2 separate regions of the Mus musculus genome follow, and region 1 is linked to region 2. The links are chromatin contacts, called in public HiChIP or PLAC-seq maps. All regions are on one chromosome and are shown on one strand. The core of a region is the stretch at or near the end of the contact, and the rest is flanking DNA. Distances in the headings are between cores, read along the strand shown.

Evidence for each region. HiChIP or PLAC-seq counts read pairs in DNA pulled down with a chosen protein or histone mark.
Region 1: a contact with region 2 is called in an H3K27ac HiChIP or PLAC-seq map of microglia, with 4 times the contacts expected there. The contact joins the enhancer-like site here to the promoter of Fbxl18 in region 2. A contact is called at or near these places in 4 of 39 promoter capture datasets (cranial neural crest, frontonasal cranial neural crest, maxillary cranial neural crest and 1 more), 3 of 484 Hi-C or Micro-C datasets (bone marrow-derived dendritic cells, bone marrow-derived macrophages and pro-B cells), 14 of 115 datasets of contacts at active chromatin or transcription factors (T-cell acute lymphoblastic leukemia, craniofacial prominence, double positive thymocytes and 9 more) and 4 of 9 other capture datasets (adipose tissue, embryonic stem cells, liver and 1 more).

What each region holds. Positions count from the first base shown.
Region 1 is chr5:143,014,781-143,019,693 of GRCm38.p6, forward strand. Rnf216 (ring finger protein 216) reads right to left here. Exons shown (of 17, transcript NM_080561.4): 15 at 844-1,066. Among named protein-coding and RNA genes, the nearest start is that of Gm43380, 22 kb to the right of the region's middle. Within about 2 kb of position 2,556, at least 13 of the 459 cell types and tissues checked have an H3K27ac peak or open chromatin away from gene starts, as enhancers often do. A contact at or near this core is called in T-cell acute lymphoblastic leukemia, double positive thymocytes and microglia, where this site is marked.
Region 2 is chr5:142,893,815-142,898,440 of GRCm38.p6, forward strand. It overlaps Fbxl18 (F-box and leucine-rich repeat protein 18), which reads right to left and starts at 1,424. Exons shown (of 5, transcript NM_001033312.3): 1 at 1,296-1,424. Gm38733 (a long non-coding RNA gene) reads left to right here and starts at 1,490. Exons shown (of 2, transcript XR_003955825.1): 1 at 1,490-1,653; 2 at 3,891-4,626.

The sequences.
Region 1 (4,913 bases), core at 1,306-3,805, 120 kb after region 2:
GAAACCCTGTCTCGAAAAACCAAAAAGGTGTGTGCTACTTCTGCCACCCGGCTTTTTAGTATTCTTTTGTGGTTTGGGAGATTTAATGCAGGGTCTCTTGCATGCTAGGCATGTGCTCTAATAATGGTATTTTTCAAAGTTTAAATCAAGAGTGAAGGTTTTGAGTCCCTTCAGTCTGTTAACATCTAACTGCATCAGTATGGTGAATTACATTAAGAAGGCTGCTAATATTAAACTACCCTTGCCTTTCTACAATATACTGTATCCTAGAATTACAACATGTTTATTTGGCTTTTCTTTCCTTGAAAAGATTGTTGGGATAGGGTCCCCCTACCTAGCCCAGGTTGGCCTTAAACTTGTAACCCTCCTGTCTCATCCTCTGAGTGCTGAGATTAGAGGCATGCAGTCGTGTTTGTCTGTAGGCTCCCCAGAACTCTGTAGCACTCTGTGCAGTGAAAGCTGTTGGGTTTTGGTGGCAGCAGTGTGTTGTCTATAACTCTCCCTTGTCCTGTATAACACTCCAGATGGCAGAGAAAATGTTTATCCCCTAAGTGACTGAAGTGATTTGTCCACAAGACTTTTTTCTTTTTTTGAGATGGGGTCACCCTCTCTTGCTTAGTGATTCTCCTACCCCAGCCTCCTGATAATGGCTACAAGGCATGTCCACCACACTCAGTGTATTTCAAGGTGAGTGTTTTCTGATATTCTCCGTTTTCCCTGTGGCTATTGGTTTGTATGTTTCTATGAGTCTGAACCTGTCACGTAAATACAAAGTACTTTTCATTACAGGAATGTATTGCTCTTTTCTCATATATGGAAATGGACTGACACGCATCTACTCACAGTGGGGTCGGTCCACAGGGAGCACCTGGAACATTCTTGGCAAGGGGCTCCTGGAGAGCGAGGATGCTGGCAGAAATGGTCATAGCCATTGATAGAAACTCGACAGAGGTAGCACATCTGGGCACCACAGCGGCAAGACATGCGGTTGCAGCCTTCAGACTTGATGAGGCCAGTTCCACACTTGTGACATTTTCTAATCCGAGCAGCAGTCATTTTTTCTTCACTGAGAAGAAAAGAAAAAAGCAATTGGAGTTGGCAGGGAAGGTGGGGCCAATAAATGATCATGGCCACTAAGGTTTACTATTTCCCGTATGTAAGGACGGCCTGAGCCTTTCCGAGACATTCAGACAGTGGAAAGGGCCCATGTTTTGGAGTCTGAGAACTCGGCTCCAAGTTTATCAACTGTACTACCTTGGATAAATTTCCCAACTGCCTGGAGACTCAGTTTCCTCACTTTCAAATTGAGGGCATAATATTCTCATGTAGTTTTGGAATTCAGATAAGATATAAGGCCATCTGACATGATGTGTGGCATTTTTTCATTCTAGGACTCCTGCAGGCTGTCAAGAGGGAGAAGAAACTCGGCTCCTTCCTAAACCAAACCTGGTCTGTGCAAAGCTAGTGATTTAAGAAGTGGGAGCCAAGTCTATATACACTGGATCTCTGAATACTTGGTCTGGGAGTAGGCAATCCCTCTGTTGAAGGAGCACACGTCCAAGCTCACACTCCTACAGTCCCCCAATAGCGAGACTGTTTCTAGAAGCATTTCAACTGATAAGGAGGGCCCACTACTGCCAGGATACTTCTTACTGTGTTGGTATTTTGTATTGCTGCTCCCAACTACAAACCGACACCCTTCACCTTTCTCTGTTACACTGAGGGCCTTGAAGACAGAGGGAAGGGAGGCAGGATCAAAACAAATTTGCTATTGAGATAAAGGGTGGGTGGCCAGCTACAAAGTGAAGCAGAGAGGGTGTCCAGCAGGATGTGCTGCGATGTAAAGGTGAGTGCAATCTAGGCAGCAAATGCTTTCACTGTGTGCACTGCAGCTACTCACACTGCAGCAGTTTGTCACTTAGACACCAAACTATGTACCAAGAACAGTAAAATGCAATATAACACTGGCTGCTACTTATTGAGGTCCAATCTGCTAGTGACCTGAAATGAAGAAAAGCAGAACTTTAGCTTGGAAACAATCTACACCCAGTTCAAGTTACAGAAGAACAAATGATTTCTAAGTTTTGTTTAATAGGAGACCAAGTTTAACTAATTAATCTTTTGAATCAGGGTGTCACAAAGCCTAGGCTGGCCTGGAGCTCACCACTTGACTAGGCTGACCTTGAAATCAGAGAGATCCATCTGTGTCTGCCTCCTGAACTGGGACCCAGTGTGTCCAGGAGACTAGACTCTATTACTACTGCCGGCTGGGAGTAGCACAATGAGTTTAGTTACTGAGCAACTGTGAAGACACTTCTTTTTTTTTTTTTGGTTTTTTGAGACAGGGTTTCCCGTATAGCTCTATAGCTCTGGCTGTCCTGGAACTCACTCTGTAGACCAGGCTGTCCTCGAACTCAGAAATCCGCCTGCCTCTGCCTCCTGAGTGCTGGGATTAAAGGCATGTACCACCACGCCCGGCTCATGAAGACACTTCTTAATGTTGCTTCTTAAGATGCAAGGAGCTGCTGGGTGGTGGCGGCACACACCCTTAACCCCAGCACTTGGGAGTTCAAGGCCAGCCTGGTCTACAGATTGAATTGTAGGATAGCCAGGACCATACAAAGAAACCCTGTCCTGAAAAACCTCCACCACCACCACCACCACAACAAAAACAAAACAGAAAAGGCCAGAATGGGCCTATATAAGAAAGGACTGCGGCTGTATGGAACAGAGAAGCCACAGCTGCTTTTTGTTGTTAGCGTGAACTATACAGGAAAGAGCCTCACAGGATGTGCTTCCAGAAGCAGGACAGGAAGAGAAGCCTAAGCCGAGGCTGTCTCTGTCTGCTGATCTCATGTTCAACAGGAAGACTCATGGACATCCTCTGTGCAGCCAGCTGACACCCCACCAGTCTGTCACTACTCGTGCTTTACTCCCCAAAGACAACGGGAAGTAATCTTGGGGGCTTCCTTCTCTCTCCACTCTCCACACCTTCTCTTCCCAACCAAAAACATACTCTGCAGTACTGGCTGGTCTGGAACTCCCTATGTAGACAAGCCTGATTTCAAATTTATAGAGACCACCTCTTTCTCTTGAGTGCTGGCATTATAAAGAATTCTTAAAAAAGAAAAACAAACACACAAACAAACAAACAAACAAAATTTAAGAACTACGGTAGGGTTGGAGGAGATCGTTTAGTTGGTAAAGTGCTTGACACATACAAGCATGAGAACTTGAACTGAGATTCCCAGCACCCATAAAAAAGCCAAGTGTAGCTGTGCATGTCTGTTAGTCCAGTACTGGAGAGGTAAAGACAGGACCATCCCTGGGGTCTGCTGGTCAACAAGTCCTGCTGAATTAGCTGAGTTCTAGGCTCAATGAGAAACCATGCCTCAAAAAAAAAAAAAAAAAAAAAAAGGCTTAGAATGTGGGACGATTGTGACCAACCCTGAGGACCTGTGTCCCTGGGACCCAGATGGTAGAGGCAGAGAAGTGATTACTCATAGTTGCTCTTTGATTTTTCATAAGCCATGTGTCTGTATACATTTTTTTTTTCATTTAAGAGACAGGGTCTCATCAGGCCTTTAATCTCAGTACTTGAAGCAGAGACAGGCGAATTTCTGCGCTCTAGGCCAGCCTGGTCTACCGAGCAAGTTCCAGTAGAGCCAGAGCTATACAGAGAAACCCTGTCTCAAAAAACCAGGGACAGGGTCTCATTGTATAGTTTTGGCTGGCCTTGAATTTTGTATGTAAGCTGGGCTGATTTCCAAATCACAGAAATCCATTTGCCCCTGCCTCCTAAAGCTGGTATAAAGATGTATCTACCATGCCCAACACATAATTAAAAAAAAAATGCCTTATTTAATCTTAAGTATATGAGTGTTCTGCTTGTATATGTGTGTGCACCATGTGCATGCCTGGTGCCCATGGAGTTTAGTCTGATCTCCACAGACTCAAGTAATGGGAGGTAAAGAGTGACCCAGCACGCAGCTGCTAGGGAAGAATACTCGGTCATTTTATGTCAACGAGACACAAACTAGACTTAGCTGAGAGGAAGGGACCTGAACTGAGAAATTGTCTGTATAAGAGCCAGCTGTAGGGCATTTCTTAATTATCCATCTATGCAGGAGCACCCAGCTCATTGTGGGTGCTGCCATTCCTAGGCTGGTGGTCTTGAGTTCAGTAAGAAAGCAAGCCATGAGGAACAAACCAGTAAGCAACGCCCCTCCATGGCCGTCACAGCAGATGCTGCCTCCAGGTGCTTTTCCTGACTCCCTTTGATGATGGATCTGGAAGTGTAAACCAAATAAACCCTTTCCTGCCCAAGTCACGTTGGTCCTGGGGATTCATCCCAGCAATGGGACAAAGAGCAGTGTGCTCTTAAATGCTGAGGCACTGATCTCATCCAAATAAAGATATTTTTCAATTATAAAAAGATGGAGAGAGACAAATGAAGAGGCATCTACACACATACAACACATAACTCACCCATCCCCCCCCCCCCCCCAATCATTCTGGTGTAGTCACCCTAACAGTCACTTTGCCACCACTCCTGACTCATTTTCTTAAAGAAGTATGTACTGAAATGATCTTGCTGGTTTCATGATCTCTGTCTATTTGGGCTGAGACCAGCTCTGTGGGAGAACATTTGTCAAGCATGTGTAAGGCCCTAGGTTAAATTTCTAGAATTGAGAATCCGCTAACAAAGGAATACCTGCCGCCACAAACCCAAAGCACTTCTCTACTTTTTCTTGGCTTTTAGCAGTTTGACTCTCATGTGTCTTGTTTCAGACTTAAAAAGTACTGGTTCATGTCCCTAAATCTGAAAAGTTTTCAGCCATTCTTTATTCAAATATTCTCTGGCCCCTTTTATACCCTCTGAATAGGAATATACCAGATAATGGGTCATAGGT
Region 2 (4,626 bases), core at 174-2,673:
GCTAAGTGAGCAAGAGAGCTTGCCTTGCAAACCCGATGACCCAAGTTCAAACCCTGGGACCCACATAAAATGCTGGATGCAGTGACCCACATCTGCCATCCCAACACTGCTAGCGCAAAGTGAGAGGAGGAGATAGGGGCATCTGTCAAAAGCTCACAAGCCAGCTACTCTGGAGTATACACCATCAAGAGAGATCCTGTCTCAACTGGGGGGAAAGGCAGAAGCGATAATTTAGTACTACTCTTTCGGAGGACCTGAGTTCGATTCCCAGTACCCACACTGGGGAGGCGAATAACCACCTGTGTAACTCCAACACCGGGTGCACATGATCCTCTGGTCTCCTCAGACACCTGTACTCATGTACACATACCCACACACAGTTATACATACACACATACACACACACACACACACTAATATAAACCAGATAAAAGGCAACAACCAACTCTTCAAAGTGGTCCTCTGACTTCCACATGTACGCCACGACACGCACCCATGACATGCACATGCCAGTACTCACGCATACACACACGCTAATATGATAAATAGGTGTACCCCCAGATGCGAGTACCTAGGAAAGAACAAATATAACTCAAGATAGGGAGGAAGGCAACAGGGAAGCTACCAGGTGCTCCCCTAACCCCCGCCACGGCCCCATACTGTCGTCTGCAGAAAAAAATACTGCACACCCGTAACAAGACGCAGTGGGATTCTCCAGCTGACCTAGATCATAAAGCTCTGGGGTCAGTCCGACGCCCTATCACACTCCCGCGCATCACAAGTAGACTCCAGAAAGAAGTGGGCTGCACTTAAGCTGATAGAAAAAAAGAAGAAGCCAGGGCTGGGAATGGGGTCGAAGCCCTGAGTTCCACCCTTAGCTGCACATTAACCACCGCGTGATGATGCACACCTGTAACCCCAGATTTACAAAGGCTACAATAGAAAGATTGCTGTACGTTCAAAACCAGCCTGGGCTGCACACTGAACTCCAGGCTAGACTGGGCTACAGTGTAAAACAAACAAGAAAACACAAGCAGAAGGGACAACGTCCCATAGCTGCGAGGGCAGAGCCAACACACAAGGAGACGGGGGAAAGGCCTGGAAACTCAGCAGGCCACGTGAAAGGGTCCATTCTGGCCATCGAGATTGTGCGCCTGGGAACAGATGGGGTCAGGAGAGGAGAGGGCCTGGTAGGAGGGTAGGAGACGGCAAGGATGGGCCTTGGAATAAAGCCAGGGTCGGGAGGGAAGCCCAGAGGGGACTCCAGCCGCCGGGGCTGGAGGTGCAGGTCGTACCTCTCCGGAGCTAGCCGCCGGAGCTGCAGCCTCACAGTCCCCCAGCCTGCCAGCGTAGGGATGCTCGAAGCCGGCGCGGCCACAGCTCCACAGAGACCCCGGTAAGGGGCGTGGCTGCGGCGCACGCCTAGACGTACTTCCGCTTGCGCCCGGATGGACCCGGTGCGGTCGCCATGTTGGGTGTGGCATAAAGTACTCTCAGGATTCAGAGGCGTCCAGAAGGTCACGAGTGACCAGTCTCTTAAGCTACCTCCGCAGTTTCTTGCTGTCGCTCCAACAACATGCGTTCTGCTCCAGGCCTTTGCATTTGCCATTCGCGCTACACACTGCGCTCCAAGTCATCTGTCACAGCGCTCAGGTATCCTAGATAACCATAGCAACCTTCATGTGCACACGCTCCTGAATTTGCCCCTCATCTTGCGTTACAACTCTCAATAGCTCTTTGCACCGCCTGACTTGCTAAGCCTTTTTGCTTGTTTTGAGTCTCACTCTGTAGTCCTGGCTGTCCTGGAATTAGCTATAAAGACCAAGCTGGCCTTGAAGTCACAAAATCCGCCTACCTCTGCCTCCCATCTATGCCTAGGCCACTGTTTATTTAATGTATGTGAGTGCACTGGAGCTGTCTTCAGACAAAGTTTCTGGGAATTGAACTCAGGACCTCTGGAAGAGCAGTCAGTGCTCTTAACCGCTGAGCCATCTCTCCAGCCCCATCTTGTTTTGTTGTTGTTGTTGTTGGTTTTTGGTTTTGTTTTGTTTTTTTGTTTGTTTGTTTGTTTGTTTTGGGTTTATCGAGACAGGGTTTCTCTGTATAGCCCTGGCTGTCCTGGAGCTCACTTTGTAGACCAGGCTGGCCTCGAACTCAGAAATCCGCCTGCCTCTGCCTCCCGAGTGCTGGGATTAAAGGCGTGCGCCACCACGCCCGGCTGTTTTGTTTTTTAACACTACTGAGGATTGAACCTAAGGCTTCCTTTCATGCGTGCTAAGTAAGCACCCTGCCTGTACCCCCATAACTAAGCAGAGAGTCTGCCTGGTACTGTTCTTTGCATGTCAACACTGAACAAATAAATATTTGCTGAATAAATGAATAATAAATGTTTCCACGGCGTTTCCAGTTAAAAATGGTTTCCTAGAGCTCGTGAAATGACTCGTCAGGGAAAGGAGCTTGACTCTGACTGACCACCTGAAGTGAGTTTGATTCCAAGGACCCACACGCTGGAAGGAGAAGACTGCCTTCTAGAAGCTGCCCTCTGGTGTCTGTGTCTGCACTGGTCATGCACATGTGCTCTCGCTCGAGTGTACACAGAGAAAGAGTCAGGAAGGAAGTCCAGATGGTTTAAAATTAAGATAATAGTTTAATGGGAGCTGGGGATGTAGTTCATTTGAGTATTTGTCTAGCAGATACATAACCCGGGGTTCCGTCCCTGGCACTATATAAACCAAACCAAACGGAAACAATCTTAGGACTCAGAAAGTGGAGGCAGGAAGACCTGCAGGTCAAGGTTACCCTAGGCTATATAGTGAGTTTGAAGCCAGCCTGGTCTACATAGTGCGTTTCAGGACTGCCAAGGCTATAGAGGAACTAATACACCCTTCTTCCCTTGGGACACATAACTAAAATAATAATTATAAAAATTAATCAAATTATGAACACAGCAGGAAAGCTGAGTTTGAAGCCCCTGGTTAAACCCTCCAGTTTAGCATTGTCATCTACTACAGAGAAGAGAAAATTTACGAGCAACAGGAAGCCACAGAAAGGGGTGGGCACAGGGGTGAGTTGGAGCCACTGATGGAGCCCGATCGCTCGACATCAGCTGATTCTCACTGTGCCAGATAAAGATGGCCACAAATGTACACCCCAGCCCATCTCCCACCACTACCATCAACACTCAACAACTTCTTCCCTTTTCATTTTTAATTATATTTCTTATTTTACATTGTGTGGGGAGACAGAGAGAGAGAGAGGTGTATAGGTGCATGTAGCAGGAAGCACATGCAGACGTTGAAGGACAGACCCGGGGAGTCAGTTTCCTCCTTTGGCAGTGGTTTCTTTTAAAAAAAAAAAATTATTTATTTAATGTATATGAGTACACTGTCGCTGTCTTCAGACACACCAGATGGTTGTGAGCCACCATGTGGGAATTGCTGGGAATTGAACTCAGGACCTCTGGAAGGGCAGTCAGTGCTCTTAACCGTTGAGCCATCTCTCCAGCCCCATCAGCAGTGGTTTCTTTTTTTTTTTTTTTTTAAAGATTTATTTATTTATTATATGTAAGTACACTGTAGCTGTCCTCATATACTCCATCAGATTTCGTTACGGATGGTTGTGAGCCACCATGTGGTTGCTGGGATTTGAACTCAGGACCTTCAGAAGAGCAGTCGGCGCTCTTAACCACTGAGCCATCTCGCCAGCCCCAGCAGTGGTTTCTATTGGCTGTCGTCAGGTCACTTGTGCGGCAGATGCTCTTCCTCAGTGAGCCGCTTTGCAAGCCCTTTCCAGGTTTCTTTGCACTACGGTATCATAAAGCTTAGACTGGTCCGAAGGTTACTATTTATTTCAGGCTGGCCTCCAACTGCAGCTCCTCCTGCCTTTCCAAGTTCCCAGGTGCCAGAGTCACAGATGTGTGCCATCAAACTTGGAGGCACATTATGCAACAAAGGAGGCCAATCAGAAAAGGCTCCCAGCGTGGGACTGGATTCCAGCTCAAGGACATTCCAAGAAAAGCCAAGACTGTGACACACTACAAAGATATCACTGGCCTGGGTGGAGACCAGTGATACAAGGCTTGTCTTGAAGTATCTTTCAAACTGAAAAAAAGAAGAAGAGAGTTGGGCTGCCAAGGTGGCTCAGAACCCACATAAAACTAGAAAGAGAAAATAAAGTTGTCCTCTGGTCTTCACGTGCAAACAGTGGTTTGTCTTGAAGTGACTAAGGTAACGCCATCTTGTCTGCCTCTATTTTGTATCTGCTTAGACACTTCTCAGCTCCATACTCCCCAACAGCCTCATTGGCCTTGGCTACATACATATTTGGCATCTCCATGACCTTGAACATGGTCCAGATGCATTAGCCCAAATAATTAATATTTATACAAACGAAACATAAAAAACCAAAAGTCAGAAACTAAATACACTACTTAATATAAAAGATCTGCTAAGTTAATTTAGATTTTAATAAAAGTGCACTATAAAAGAACACATAGGCTTGTTCTTAACCACTGAGCCATCTCTCCAGCCCAGCGTGAAGCACGGGTCCAAGCAAAGCAAACGTGGCATTGGGCTTGCCCTCTCCCTTGCTAAACTACTAGATTCTTAAAGCACCAAGGTCTAGTGC